2 separate regions of the Sus scrofa genome follow, and region 2 is linked to region 1. Evidence: chromatin contacts called from public targeted proximity ligation data. All regions are on one chromosome and are shown on one strand. The core of a region is the stretch at or near the end of the contact, and the rest is flanking DNA. Distances in the headings are between cores, read along the strand shown.

Region 1 (6,599 bases), core at 2,744-5,243:
GCCTGCCTCATCTGCTGCCTCAGGCACTCAGCCCAGGTCCAAGCTCCGACAGGTCCAAGCTCGGACGTCGAGAGGGCGGCTTGAGTGCTCTGGCCCGCCGGTCTCTGCCCCCGCTGGGTCTGGGCGCCCCAGGGCCGCCACGGGCGGGGGGCAGCAGTGCGGCGTCCCGGAAGCGCCCTCATACCCGCAGTCGCAGTGCCGGGCCTGGGGAGCCTCCCGGCGGCTCGCGCCCACCCGCCCTCCGCCCTATGGGCTCCACTTCCCGACCTGTCCCTTTTCCCTTCGCACATTTTTCGAGTTTCTACTCCCTTCCCGTTCCCTCCCAGGTCCTCCTTCTGCACTTCCTCCGGTTCCTTCTTGGTCCTCCCGGCGCCCAGAGCCGAGACTCGGACCCTCGGCCATCTGTTTTCAAGTACCGTCGGGTTTTCGGTTTTGATTGCCCATCCATCCCTAAGTGGAGAAACACACACACATAGCTCTGCTTTTTTTTTTGGTGGTGGGGGGGTGCTGAGTCTGAACTCAAATCTCTCCCCCCCCCCACCCGGCCAGAGCGCCCCTAGGAGCTCCAAGCTTCGCTGACGGCGGAATCACCTCGCTGGGCGGCATCCGCCAGGTGAGCTGGGGCGTATGTGTGTTTAGCCTTACAGGTTCCTGCAGAAATGTGCCTATAAACACCCTACACCTACAGGGTTTTGTACACTTTCCAACCGAAACTCCACAACGCGAGGGGTGGCTAGCCGACCGGGGAGGGAATAAAAGTCCAATAAAACTGACGTTTGCTAAAGGTTATCACTGATCCTATAAAGAATAGGAATTTTTTTCCCCCTTGAGGGGCGAAAAGGAATAGGGATCAGCCAACATCCCCCCCCGCCCCCACCCCACCCGCTACAGTGGCCAGTTTCGAGTTAAATGCCAGAGCACTGGAGCTTGGTTTCTTCCCTCTAAACCTAAATCTACACTCAAAGAAAATGCGCAGGTTTGCCCAGAAGGCAACGTGCTTTTCCCCGCGTGCGAGGTGGAGCGCTTTTTAACAAGCAAAATTAAAGTTTTAACACATGGTCGGAGTGGCGACCAAAAGGGAAAACTCAGTTTCCAGTCCAAGCCTCCCGGAGACATTCCTGCCAACCTCCGCACCCTCGCACGCCCCACCCCAGCGTTGGAGCCTAAACCACTGGGGGACGGATTCGCTGCGAGGTTGCTGTTTGGGAACAGTCGGTAATCGGAAGGGGAAGTGAATGGGGAACTTGAAGGGGCAGTCTGCCACGCGGGGAGCGCCCGAACTTGCGGGTCTGGGTGGTCAGAGAGGGCGGCGGGGAGAGGGGCGTCCCCCCGCGCGCCCCTCCCCTTCGCAGCCGCCTCTCCCCCACCCCTCCCCGCTGGAATTTCTTGGTAAAGCCAGACGGGGTTGGGGTTGGTGGGAGGGAAGGGGCGAGGGGGCCCCCGGCTCGCTCCGGAGACTTGAGGCCTCGCCACCCAGGCTTTTTCCCCAGGGTGGGCCGAGGCCCTGAGGACGACCACCCGCCTCTTCCCCGCCCCCGCTGCCCCTCTTTTGGGGACTTAGGGCTGGGGATGCTTTCCCCGCTGGGAGGTGGAGAAAAGACCCTGCTGGGTTAGTTATCAAGTGATGTCAAGAGGCTGGGAGCCCTCCCAGCTTCGGTCCTTGCCTGTTGGGGTAGGTTTATACTTTAAAAATACCTCTTTTGCACCTACTGCCGCCCTACCCCAGCAGCTTTCTTTGATCGCTCAAAGGTGACTGAGCTGAAGTTTAAGTAATTCCCTTAGGGGGTCTTAAAATATAAGTTAATGTATTTATCCGGAGGAACTCAAGGCCTGAGTCTGGAAGCCCACGTTGACTGAAATCAATAGGTGATTGTTAGGGACCCGCTCTGTTCGGAGGCACACCGTACTCAGCCCAAGTGTCATCCGCCGCACAGGGCTGTTTCATTTTGAGTTTGCAACTTGGGTTTTTCAGCGAGCTTTTTTTCTTCCCGAAAGCTAATGGCTTCCACAGCAATTAGACATTCTCCTCGCCCGCCCCTTCCCTCCCCTTTCTTTACATACAGTAGATTGGATACTAATTCCCGCGGCTATTGATAAGGTCGCAGGCACCCGGGCCTCTCCCCAGCCCTCGTCTGCCCCAGTCCCCGCTCTCCCTCCGCCCTCCCTTCCTTGGCTTCCTTTTGATGTAGCGGGGAACGCGTCCTACTAAAAAAAAAAAAAAAAAAAAAAAAAAAAAAAAAGTAATCTGCCCGGTAACAATCAGCGCGCAGTAGCAGGAGACCCAGAGCTATTGGCTATGCAAATAGAGGGAGGGGAGACGGCGCCCCAAACTCTTCCTCACCCTTTTAAAGCGATATCCCCCTTCCAGCCACCCACCCACCCCTTCCGCCCCACCCTCGTGGAAAGGGGCTGGCCCCCGGGCCGGAGTTAATCGCTCGCACCTCTGGTTTATGCACTCCCCGCCCTCTTTATTCCACCTCCCCCTCCTTTCAGGGAACCGAGTTCTCTGCTCACCCTGCCCGCCCCTTCCCCCCTCCCCCTCTGCGCCCCGGCTCGGGCCCCCTTTCCGAGCGAAGGAGGTACCGAGTTGACCTCGGTGTGTCCCCAAAGCACCAACCCACGCCGCGCTGGCCGCACTTGCCAGCTACGCCAGCACGCCGGGGGCGCCGGACTCCCCCTACCTCCCCTTCCTCCGAGTGAAATAGCACAGGCGGGCAGGGTAGGGGGTGGCGGGAGGAAGGAGGTGAAGAAACGCCACCCTGTCCCCCCTAAAAGTGGCTTTGACCCAAGGATGCATTGGAGCACGTGTCATAGCCGACCGCGCTGGCCGCGTCTCCACCGTAGTCCCGCTCCCAGGGAGAAAGCCCTGGCTGCGAGTGAGGCGTGAACCCAGAGGGTCGGTGAGGATGCAGGCGAAGGACCCAGGGTGGAACTCTTGGGCCTTGGAGGAAAGGAAGGGGTGGTGTCGCTTGCGCTCGGGGAGAGAGGGGGAGCCAAAATTACCCCTCTCTCGCCCCCTCCCCTCCCCCTCCCCCTCCCTGGCTAGTTCCTAGAAAGCTGTATCAGTGTGGCCACGCTCGGCGCAGACACCTCGGGCGGCTTGTCAGCAAATACAGGGCGAGGAAGCGGGTTTTTCCTGCGTGGCCTCTGGCTGCGGCAGAACCGCTGGTAGCCCTGCCCTCGGCCTGCGGCGGTTCGGGGCGCCTCCTCGCGTCTCCCAATGGCCCCTGCGGCGCCCCAAGAATGGAATGGTTTCTGCTCCAGGGTCGCAGAAGCGCCCCCTCCCTCCAGACACGCACCCCTCCCTCCTCTTCCTCTTCCTACACAGCTGCGGGCCGTGGGGTGGGGGAAGTAGTTCTGGTCCCTTTAATCAGGTTTTGGAAACAGCCTCAAAATGATCATGAACATGAATTTCAGGGACATAACCTTTTTCTCTGGGTATGCCAAGTAGCTCTTTTCTAAAATCGCCCTCCTTCTTTCTTACATCAGAGATCTATTTCTCAGTTGCCTGAGCCCACCTCATCTTCAAGTAATCCACCCGTCATTCTTGGATCTTAAATACATGGGCAAGAGTGTTAGGATCAGTTTTGAGGAAGCCAGAGTCAGAGGGTCGTATTTTGGCATGATGCACCTACAGAATGCTCGCAATTAGAAGGAATAAGAAGGAATTGGTGGGGGGGGGGTTCCCCTCTCTGGGGCCCCTGGCTTGTGAGGCTGGATAGAGAGAGAGGGCCTTGGAGAGCTAAGGGGAGGGTGGTGGGGGGAGGCGGGGGACCGCGTTTGAAGTTTGGTCGGGCCAGCTGCTGTTCTCCTTAATAACAAGAGGGAAAAGGAGGGAGGGAGAGACTGAAAGGAGGAGGGGAGAGCCGGGAGGGGAGGGAAGGGGAGGAGGAACCGGAGAGGGGGGTGAGGCGAGAGGGAGGAAAAGTAACTGCCCAGCCAGTTTGCGTCACTGCCCCGGAGAGCAGAGAGCGGAGCGAGCTGGGGAGAGCAGACAAGTTTGAAGGGGAGGGCAGGCAGAGTCAGCAGCCCTCGAGGCGCTCCTCTCCCACCGCCCATCCCTTTCCTCTCTTCTTCCCCAGCTTCTCTCTCAGCCTTTCACTCTTCCCCGAAAAACCCTTATTTAGCCAAAGGAAGGAGGTAAGGGGGAACCCTCTCCCCTACCCCCTTCAAAAACTCCCCAACTTTTCCAGTCCGGAGATCGCAGGGGAGCGAGTGGGCACCCAGCTGGCCATGGAGCTGCTGTGCTGCGAGGTGGACCCGGTCCGCAGGGCCGTGCCGGACGCCAACCTGCTCCACGACGACCGCGTGTTGCAGAACTTGCTGACCATCGAGGAGCGCTACCTTCCCCAGTGCTCCTACTTCAAGTGCGTGCAGAAGGATATCCAGCCCTACATGCGCAGGATGGTGGCCACCTGGATGCTGGAGGTAGGTCTGCAGCCAGGCGCTATGTCTGTCCCCACCTGGACTCCCACCCCCACGCAGGGACCCTGAACCTGGCAGAGGGCAGCCTCTGCGTCCGCCTCCCCGCTCCTGGGGGAGAGGTTACCCGGTGCCCTCTGAGAGACGCGTGGCTTCCTTTCAGTTCCTTGCGGGGTGCAGGATTCACGGGGGGAGGGGGAGAGAAGGGAGGAGGAAAATCTGGGAGAAGCGAGGCTGTCCCGGGGCGGGGGTGGGGGAGCATCCCGCGCGCGTGTGCCTGCATGTGGCTGCCTCCTCTTCCCCCCCCCCCACCCCGACCTGTCTTTGGCGAAGCCGAGACTGCTTTCGGTGCTTTGACGAAGGGAGTAGGAGCGGCACCCCAAAGTTAAAAAGCCTCCCCAAAGGCCAGGGCAAATTCATCCCAGCCTTAGGTCCCCGCATGTGGTCGCGACTCCGCGTTGGCACTTAAGGGGGGAGGGGGAGGGCGGAGAGAGGAGAAGAGAAACGGGGAATTCAGGAGCCCCGGAAGTCACATTGAAGCAACGTGTGTTTTCGGGGAACCCAAAAGAACCACTTCTTTCCCCTTGCCCCAAACCCTTGCCCAGCGAACTGTGTGCCCACGTCTGCACGGCTCCGGACCTGCCATGGTTTCGCCATGTTGCTTTGTAAACTCGGGGTGGAGAGGCTGGAATGCGCCGCCCGCTCCCCCTAGCCCCCCACTATCCCGACCCCCCACTTCTGATAGCGCCCTCGCCACCGACCCCCCACCCCCACCCCCGCCAAGGTTACTTACGGTTTGGCCTTCAGTTTCCTGGGTGCGGAGATCTGGGTGGGGTAGGAGGGGGGAGGAGGTGTGTTCAGGGGGGGGAATAGCGGGGGCCCCCCCCAAGGAGAGGCCGGAGCCCCCAACGCCTCTCCGGCGTCTCCTCGTCCTCATCTGTCCCCCAGCTGGTCCCCACCGTCCCCGGCCTCTGCCCTTGTGGGCCGCAGCCGGACACTCCCGCCGCCGCGCTCACCCCTGCAAGTTTCCCCTCGGGATCCAAAGCCCCAGGGGTCGCAGTCCAGACCTTCCCGGCACCCGAAATCTCCGCTGCGGGAAGCCTGGGTCCTCTCTGGGGTTTTCACGCCGAAAGGGCTTGTCTGGGATATTTTCTCGATTTTTAATTATTTTTTGAACCCGGCTCCCCTGCTCCGACTCCCGGCCGCCCAGGCTGCGCGGCGCTCGCTCCCTCCGCCCTCCCCCTCGCTTCCCCACCTCTCCCCACCCACCCCCCAAATGCGGCGCCTGGGCCGCGCGGACCCTCCCCGACAATTTTTTCAATTGTCGGGAATGATAGAGCAGGGTCTGGGGGTCCGGATGGGGCCAAGAACGAGACCCCTGGAGCCTCCAGAATATTTTTATTGATTTTTTGAAAAGATGACGAAATCCAAAAAAGAGAGCGAGTGGAGTGAGAGCGAGCGGAGTAGTGAGCGGCCCACGGGGGCGGCAGGGCCGGCGCCGCTGCGCTTTCGGCCTTGGCCGGTGGGTCCTTAACCCACCTCTCCTTTGAGTTTTCAGGCTCCCCAGGGAGCACCCCAGCAAGGAGGGCCATTTAGATTTACCCCAATTTACTGTCTTCGTTCTTATCACTTTCTACTCCCCTCCCCCTCCCCACACGCAAATTCAGGATTTTCTGTTGTTTCCAGAGATTGTGCGGCTCCCCTTTTTTACCCTTTGCCTCATACTATGCTTTCGCCCCCCGACCCCGACCCTTGCCCACTCGTCCCTGTCGTAGGTCTGTGAGGAGCAGAAGTGTGAAGAAGAGGTCTTCCCTCTGGCCATCAATTACCTGGACCGCTTCTTGGCCGGAGTCCCAACTCCGAAGACCCATCTGCAGCTTCTGGGGGCCGTGTGCATGTTCCTGGCGTCCAAGCTCAAAGAGACCATTCCGCTGACGGCTGAGAAGTTGTGCATTTACACCGACAACTCCATCAAGCCTCAGGAGCTGCTGGTAATGACTGTCTCCTTCCTCCCTGCCTTTCTGCTCTCCCTTCTCCCCCCACCCCCAGCCTAATGCGCTTCCAGCCACTGTTACCAGGACACATCCTTTGCCCACCGCCCCCAGTTACCCACCCCTGGAATTTTCCCGCTGCTGGGAACCCTCTCCTTTAGTATGGGACTTCTTGTGTCCCTACTG
Region 2 (6,599 bases), core at 1,604-4,103, 330 kb before region 1:
ACCTTGTGCTGACCTCAAGGTGCCTAGCCAGAGAAAGGCTTGGGGAGAGTCAGCACTAACCTCATGACTGTCTTGAAAAATAAAACGAAATGGTGCCCTGAGATAAAGTTTATTTATAGCTCCTTGGTTATCTTGTTCTGGGTCTTTCCCCCTAAGGAAATGCTGCAAGTGCAGCGGTGTCTTTCCACATCAAGCCATGTCACAGAAACTTTTCACATGGAAGGGGCAGGCAGCTGCTTCTGAGCATGACCAGGGCCAAAGTCAGAGGAGTATTTCCTCAAAATACTTGTGACTGGAACACAGTACCAAACAGAAGCCATATGTGCAATAGGAGGTGTACTTGCAGATTACAGGTGGCAGCTCAAGGTTATGGATGCTACCAAAAAAACACACGAAGAACTTAGGCAGAAGTCTTCCATTAATGAGGTTCGCTATGGCCTTCCTCCTCAAAGCGGAATTTATCATATCACTCAACGGAAAGCAATGGTCAACAGTCATTTCAATTGGTGGGTAATACAAGAGTCATCTGTATTTATCTTTAGGATGCATGGTGGGCTTTTTTTTTTTTTTTTTTTAATCTTCCCAACTGTGCTTGGCTTAGGGAAACATTAAAATTAATTCTCATTCCACCAGCACGGCTGAAGAGATTATCCAGATGCCTCTTCTATTAAAAGAAACTAACAAATTACAAGAGGAAGCTCACGTGCAGAATGTCGACTGTGTTTCAAAAAAACAGAAACTGTCCTTATTGACAGCATTCATACCTTCACAGGAAGAATAACAGTATCAGTAAGAAAGAAGACACAATAGCATTAAGACATAGTAGAGGAGCTTAATAAGGGCCAAAGAAGAATGTGGGATTGTAGGTGGAAGGTTCACCCCTAAAGAAAGACAGCCTGCTCCATGGAAATCAAGCAAAATCATTAGGGGGATGGCAGAGAAAACTCAGCATTCCCTCCAAAGAAATGAGATAACTGCTATAACAAACCAAATATACAAGAGACTCATTAATGCTCTTATCATCCTTACAAGCACACAAGTGATCCAACAGCCAATGCAGACATAAGGTGATGGAGGAGAGGACTGAATAACAGGAGCAAAAGCCTCTCTCTAGTACTGATGCAATCACCTCTGTTAATTCAACGGATATTGACTGAGCACCTACTACATGCCAGGCTCTGTTCCCGAGTCTGAGGACACTGTAGTAAACAAAACAGACAAAAATGCCTGCCCACGTGGAGCTTATACTCTAGTGAAGTATTTAAGATATGTGACACTGGGCAAGACATGTCCTTGGGATGATGAAAGGGCTTGTTATGGAGAAATCAGAAAGAGAAGCACTGCCAATAAAAAGTGAATACACACACAAACACATATACACACATATACATACATATAATAATACAAAATGAAATTTACTAATGAAACTGATAGTGAAACTGAATATATAATCAGAGAGCACACTGTCACAATTTGAAATTATTTTTGCCAAAATCAAGCGCCAGTAGTTCCTTTCCTCTGATGTGGCTTTATATTAGAGGATTATATGTATGAACCAAAAAAAAAAAGTCTTAGTGACCACCACTGTTACACAGTGGCCTGGGATGGAACCAGCATATGTAACCAAAAAATCCAGACCAACAGACTAGTTTCTACTGGATAAAAACTTAAAAACAGAAGAGAATTTACTGATAAATCAATTTATCTGGAAATATATTCCAGGAATGGGGGGGGGGGAAGTGCTGATTACATCAAATGAGTTACTGCAAATAAGAAAACAAGGTTATTCAAGTAAATTTAGGAAGTTTTCTCAGTACATGGGGTAGTGGCACATGTTAAAGCTAACAATTTGCTGATATGTGATTCTGCCATCTTTCCACTGAATTCAAAGGCGTAAATAGCGTCCATTTGCCCTCTTACTAGGCGATTTCACCTCTAACAGGTTAATGGAATACTCTTGGCAAAGGAATTCCACTCTTTGCAGGCTGCATATGAAATAAATGAATGTATAAAAGCAAGGTAAACAAAAACAAGCGCAGGCACAATGCAAATACCGGAGGAAGACACAAGACTTGCAGTTGAAACATTCCAGGTCATCAGTTCTGTCCAGTGGAAAAAAAAAAATCTAAGAACCTCACCATCTAGAGACTTAGAACTCACACTCGGCCCACCTCAGTTTTCAATGGCTAGCCCCCGAGGAGGGAAAAGGAGCCAGCCCTGGCGGTTCCTCTGAGGCCCACTCAGGGCCCAGAGGGGCTAGTTCCCTCGCTTTAGATTGGGTTTGGGGGGTAGCTGGTGGGAACACCTGAGGCTAAGGAAGAGAAACAGGTTCAAAGGCAAAGTTGAAAAAGACGGTGGAGTGACGAGGGCGGAGAAACCGCAGCGAGTCAAAATCAATCACTGGGACAGAGCAGCCGCACGGCGCTGGGGACCCACCGGGCCGTCTCCACTGCCCGAGCCGCCAGGGCCGGGTTCTTCTCGCCCGGAAATTCAACAGCCGGCCGGCGCGGCCGTCGGGGTAGCGGGGGCAGTTCCCGGGAACCCCTCCCGCCCTCTCCCGTCAACCCCGCCCATCGGCCCGCCCAGTCCCGCCCGGCTACTCACCGGATTCGCTTCCCACATAACGGTGGCGAAATCGAGCGGAGAGAGCCTGGGGGAAGGGGCTGGCCACGGGGCCGGGGTGCTGGGTTTTTCCTGAGGGTCCCCGGGAGCGAAGGGACGGAGGGGCAACCTCCACACAGGCCTCCGTCTCCCTCTCCCTGTCACAAGCCGGCGTCTTCGGATCCCCTAACCTCTCGACTTCCGGCCAGAGCCTGCTAACCGGGGCCGGTCCCGCCCCGCCCCCGGAAGCTCACCCCGCCCCTGCCGCTCCCTTCCGGCCTGGAGCGAAGTGGGCGGGGCTTGCGAGGGTCTGGGGTTGTGGGCGGAGCTAAAGGGCTTCAGTCCAACCACAGTCCAGGGCTGCAATCCGCCTGCCATCTCCAAGTGATTCCCAAGCATCCCAGGCTGTAATTCTTCGATATTTCTTGATCACCGTATAGTGGGTGTAGCGGTAAGAGGCAGAGAGGTCTGGGAATGAGTAGCCTGTGGGACAGGCTTCACGATCTGTTTGCTCGTGCTCTGCAGGAGACGATAATAGGGTGTTGTGAAATCATTGGAGAAAGCTAGCACAGTATTTGGCATACAGTAAAAGCTCAATGAGTGGAGATTATTTGCCAGATACTGTGCTAGGCTCTGGAATGAACAAGAGTGACCCGTATGCAGTCCTCATGGAGCTTAGAGTCTAGAGGAAAAAAAATAAGAAGTAATTTAGATAACAGGATGCAAGGGTTCCCTGGTGACATAGCAGTTAAGGGTTCAGCGTTGTCATGACTATGGCTCAGGTTCCATCCCTGGCCCGGGAACTTGCACATGCTGCTTCTGTGGCCAAAAATAACCCCCCAAACAAAACAAAAAAACAAGAATTCAAGCAAAAAGGTACAGGATGGTTTATAGGTAATATGGCAAGTACAGGGTTCTTTGAGAGCATGCTTACCTAGGTAGCACAGAGGGCTGCCTCCCCCCCCCCCCCCCCCCGGTTCCCCCATCCCAAGTTTCAAGCTAAAACGTCTTGGCTGTCCTCCTATTGAACTTATCTGAGTAAAGAGAGCTAGCTACAAGAGGGGAAGAATTTCCTAGGCAAAGAAGTACCATCTACCCATGAGAAATTAAAAAGAGCTAGTTTAAGATCCTTCTTAGCTTTTCTATACCTCCACACATTAAAAAAAAAAAATTTTATTTGATCAAAGAATACCTGCATTTTTAGAGCCTGATTTTTTCACTTACTGTGATATAGATATCCTTCATGCCAAAAAAGTATAATAAATCTATTTCAAAGTAGTGGGGAAAGGATGGATTATTCAATAAGCAACTGGTTAGTCATTTGGCAAAAAGTAAAGTGGAAAAAAAAAAGGTAAAGATCCCTATCTCGATCCATTTACCAGAATAAATTTAGTGATTGTAAATTTATACACTATTCTTGAGTGTAGTTTGGCAATATGAAACAAAATTTCAAATTTCCATTTCTAGGAACTAATGTCAAGGAGGCAAATGGGACAACTGCACAGAAAATGTCTATACAAGAATATTTATTGCTACTTTTTTGGAATGGTGAAAAAATTGAAAACTACTTAAATATCTATCACAATGGATTATTTCAAATGCATATGTGTGTAACATTCATACAAGCTATGGAATGCTATGTGCATTTATCTTGTAGCCTACCACACTGAAAAGGTCTTCTTAGTTTTAAAAGCTTGTCAGCTGACCTCTCTGAATTTCTGTTAACAATCACATTACCCACAGTAATGCATTTTTCACTCTTCCTATTGCATTGGCCAAAACTTCAGAAAATATTTGAAAAACACTGGATAAGAAAATGGGCATTTGGTACGACAAGAATTTGCTCTTAGTCGGTGCTAGGTAGTCTTCAAACACACTATCATCTTTAAAGAGATTTCTTTCTATTTCTATTTTACTATAAGCTTTTAATTGTCAAAGGATGTTAAATTCCTAAACTATCCCAAGCTCTATCACTATATTCCTTTTGTATTCTGACTCATTAATATAATGAACTATTCTCATAGATTTTCTAATGTTCAACCCATCCTTATCTTCTTGAAAGAAAGCCTGCTCGGTCCCATATTTGTTATTCTTTGAATAAACTGCTGGGTTCCATTTGTTAATCTTTTATTTAGGAATAAAATTTACAGTTAATGAAATGGTCCATTGTTACTGGGTGTTTTGGTAGCTGTCTTTAACAAGTTTTGCAAAGTGAATAGTAGCAATTTAAATAATTTAGGACTTAGCTCTTCCTTGAAGGTAAAGTGGATTTTTCCTAAGCGAGTTTAGCTGGAAAGATTAGGGGCAGTTTCCCTACCTTTTGTGGGGTTGGAGCTATACTTCCTTTCCTTGAAGCCTTGGGGTTCCCTGAGCTGGTGGACAGAGCGAGGTGGAGAGAACCCGGTAATTTGGATATGTAGTGGGTGGACGCGTTTTTAAAATGTACTGCTGTATCCCAAATGAAGAAGAAGAGAACACATTTCATAAATTGCAAATAGCTGTGCCACCTTTAGTCATCGTCTTTTTTCTTATTCTTCTGGATTTATGACCACCATTAGAGAGCAAGCGTGGGAAGGGACTTTAGATTCATTTAGTCCTGGGGTCACAAACTGAGAGTTTACCCAGCTTTAGCACACATGAATAGGTTTACAATTTTGATGAGTGGCCACCATTTTAAAAGAGGGAAAAGTCACATTAAATAATGTGGCTCTCCAAAGTCCCTTACCCCATGCCAACAACTGGTCAAATGATCCTCCTACGCCAACAACTGGTCAGACTGACCCTTGGGGCTGGGAGTGGGCTCTCAGGTTTACCTGAGTTACCAGACCAATATCTCTTATCTCGTTTAAATGACCTCTTTGGACCCCTGGGTGTTTGGGCTTGTGACTGACAATAACCTACCTCTTACTTTGCTGAGGAAATGGAACGGATCCAGGACCCTCTAGAATGTCTCCCAGAAAACATCATGCACTTTCCAATAACTTTTTGAGGAGGGCTCAGTCCTTGGGCTCAGCCTTTCAATAGATGAGTCTCTGTGACCCTGTCTGGCGCTGGGACAGCCTCCCTCTGCATCATCCTTCCGGGCCAAGTGCCACAGTCATAGAAACTATGCCCCCTGACCACAGTCACTAGTTTCCTCAGAAAAAGCCAGACAGATAGAAAACATTTTGCCATATCTTTCTGGTTTGCCATGTGTGCTCTGGGTGGAGATGCTTAAACCAGGCTAAACCCAGCCCAGGGATCCCAAGACTGCAGCCTCCCTCCCACCTGGCTGAATGTCAGGAGAGCTGAGAGGACATGCCCGAGGGGGAAGAGGGAGCAGAGGAGACCTATCTCTGGGAAGAATGAAATTAATCCGATGGAGAAAACAAGTAGATGATGAGAATGGCAAGGTCGATAGGGGGAGGGGAAAAAAAAGCAATCTCACCTAAGACCGCAGAGAGAAAAGAGCACCAAGCAACTGGTGAGTTGCAGGATAAGAGTATTATCTAATATTTGAATGTGATTTCAGAATTGTTTTTATCGGGCCATGTGGAGAGCCAGAGCTGGGGGAGGGGAGCAAGGAAGGCATGTGAGAGATGGGCTGGATTTGACAGAAAGGGGAGGAAGGAGACAGACGGGGAGAAGGGGCGCAAAGGAGAGACGAGGGGCCGCAAGAGGGTCCAGGAGCGAGGGAGAAAAAGCTGCATTTGTGCCCATCGGCCCTGAATATAAAGACCCAGCCTCAGTCTGAAAAGGAGCCAACAATGAGGCAACCCCGAATCAACCCTGCCCTGGGAGTCTGACCGTGAACAACCCCAGCAGGAATTCAGAGGTGAAATTAGCAGAGGAAACACTGGCGGAAGCCGAGATAAGCATCCCTGGGAAGGAATTTTTTTTTTTCCCCAAAAAATCAAAATGAATCCTGTAAATCTTCCTAATTAGGAAACATGACAGGGAATTAGAGTCAACCGAAGGGGTAGGGGGGAATGAAGTGCTAAATAATTCACTGGCACTAA

Evidence for each region.
Region 2: a contact with region 1 is called in a targeted proximity ligation map of alveolar macrophages, with 5 times the contacts expected there. A contact is called at or near these places in 3 of 5 promoter capture datasets (fetal liver, fetal skeletal muscle and liver), 18 of 47 Hi-C or Micro-C datasets (alveolar macrophages, blood, brain and 12 more) and 2 of 2 datasets of targeted methods (alveolar macrophages and skeletal muscle).

Annotation. Positions count from the first base shown.
Region 1 is chr5:66,111,969-66,118,567 of Sscrofa11.1, reverse strand. CCND2 (cyclin D2) reads left to right here and starts at 3,993. Exons shown (of 5, transcript NM_214088.1): 1 at 3,993-4,428; 2 at 6,198-6,413. The coding sequence starts at 4,234. LOC106507534 (a long non-coding RNA gene) reads right to left here and starts at 6,191. Exons shown (of 3, transcript XR_002344133.1): 1 at 5,439-6,191; 2 at 5,216-5,247.
Region 2 is chr5:66,439,737-66,446,335 of Sscrofa11.1, reverse strand. It overlaps PARP11 (poly [ADP-ribose] polymerase 11), which reads right to left and starts at 2,853. Exons shown (of 9, transcript XM_003126559.5): 1 at 2,605-2,853.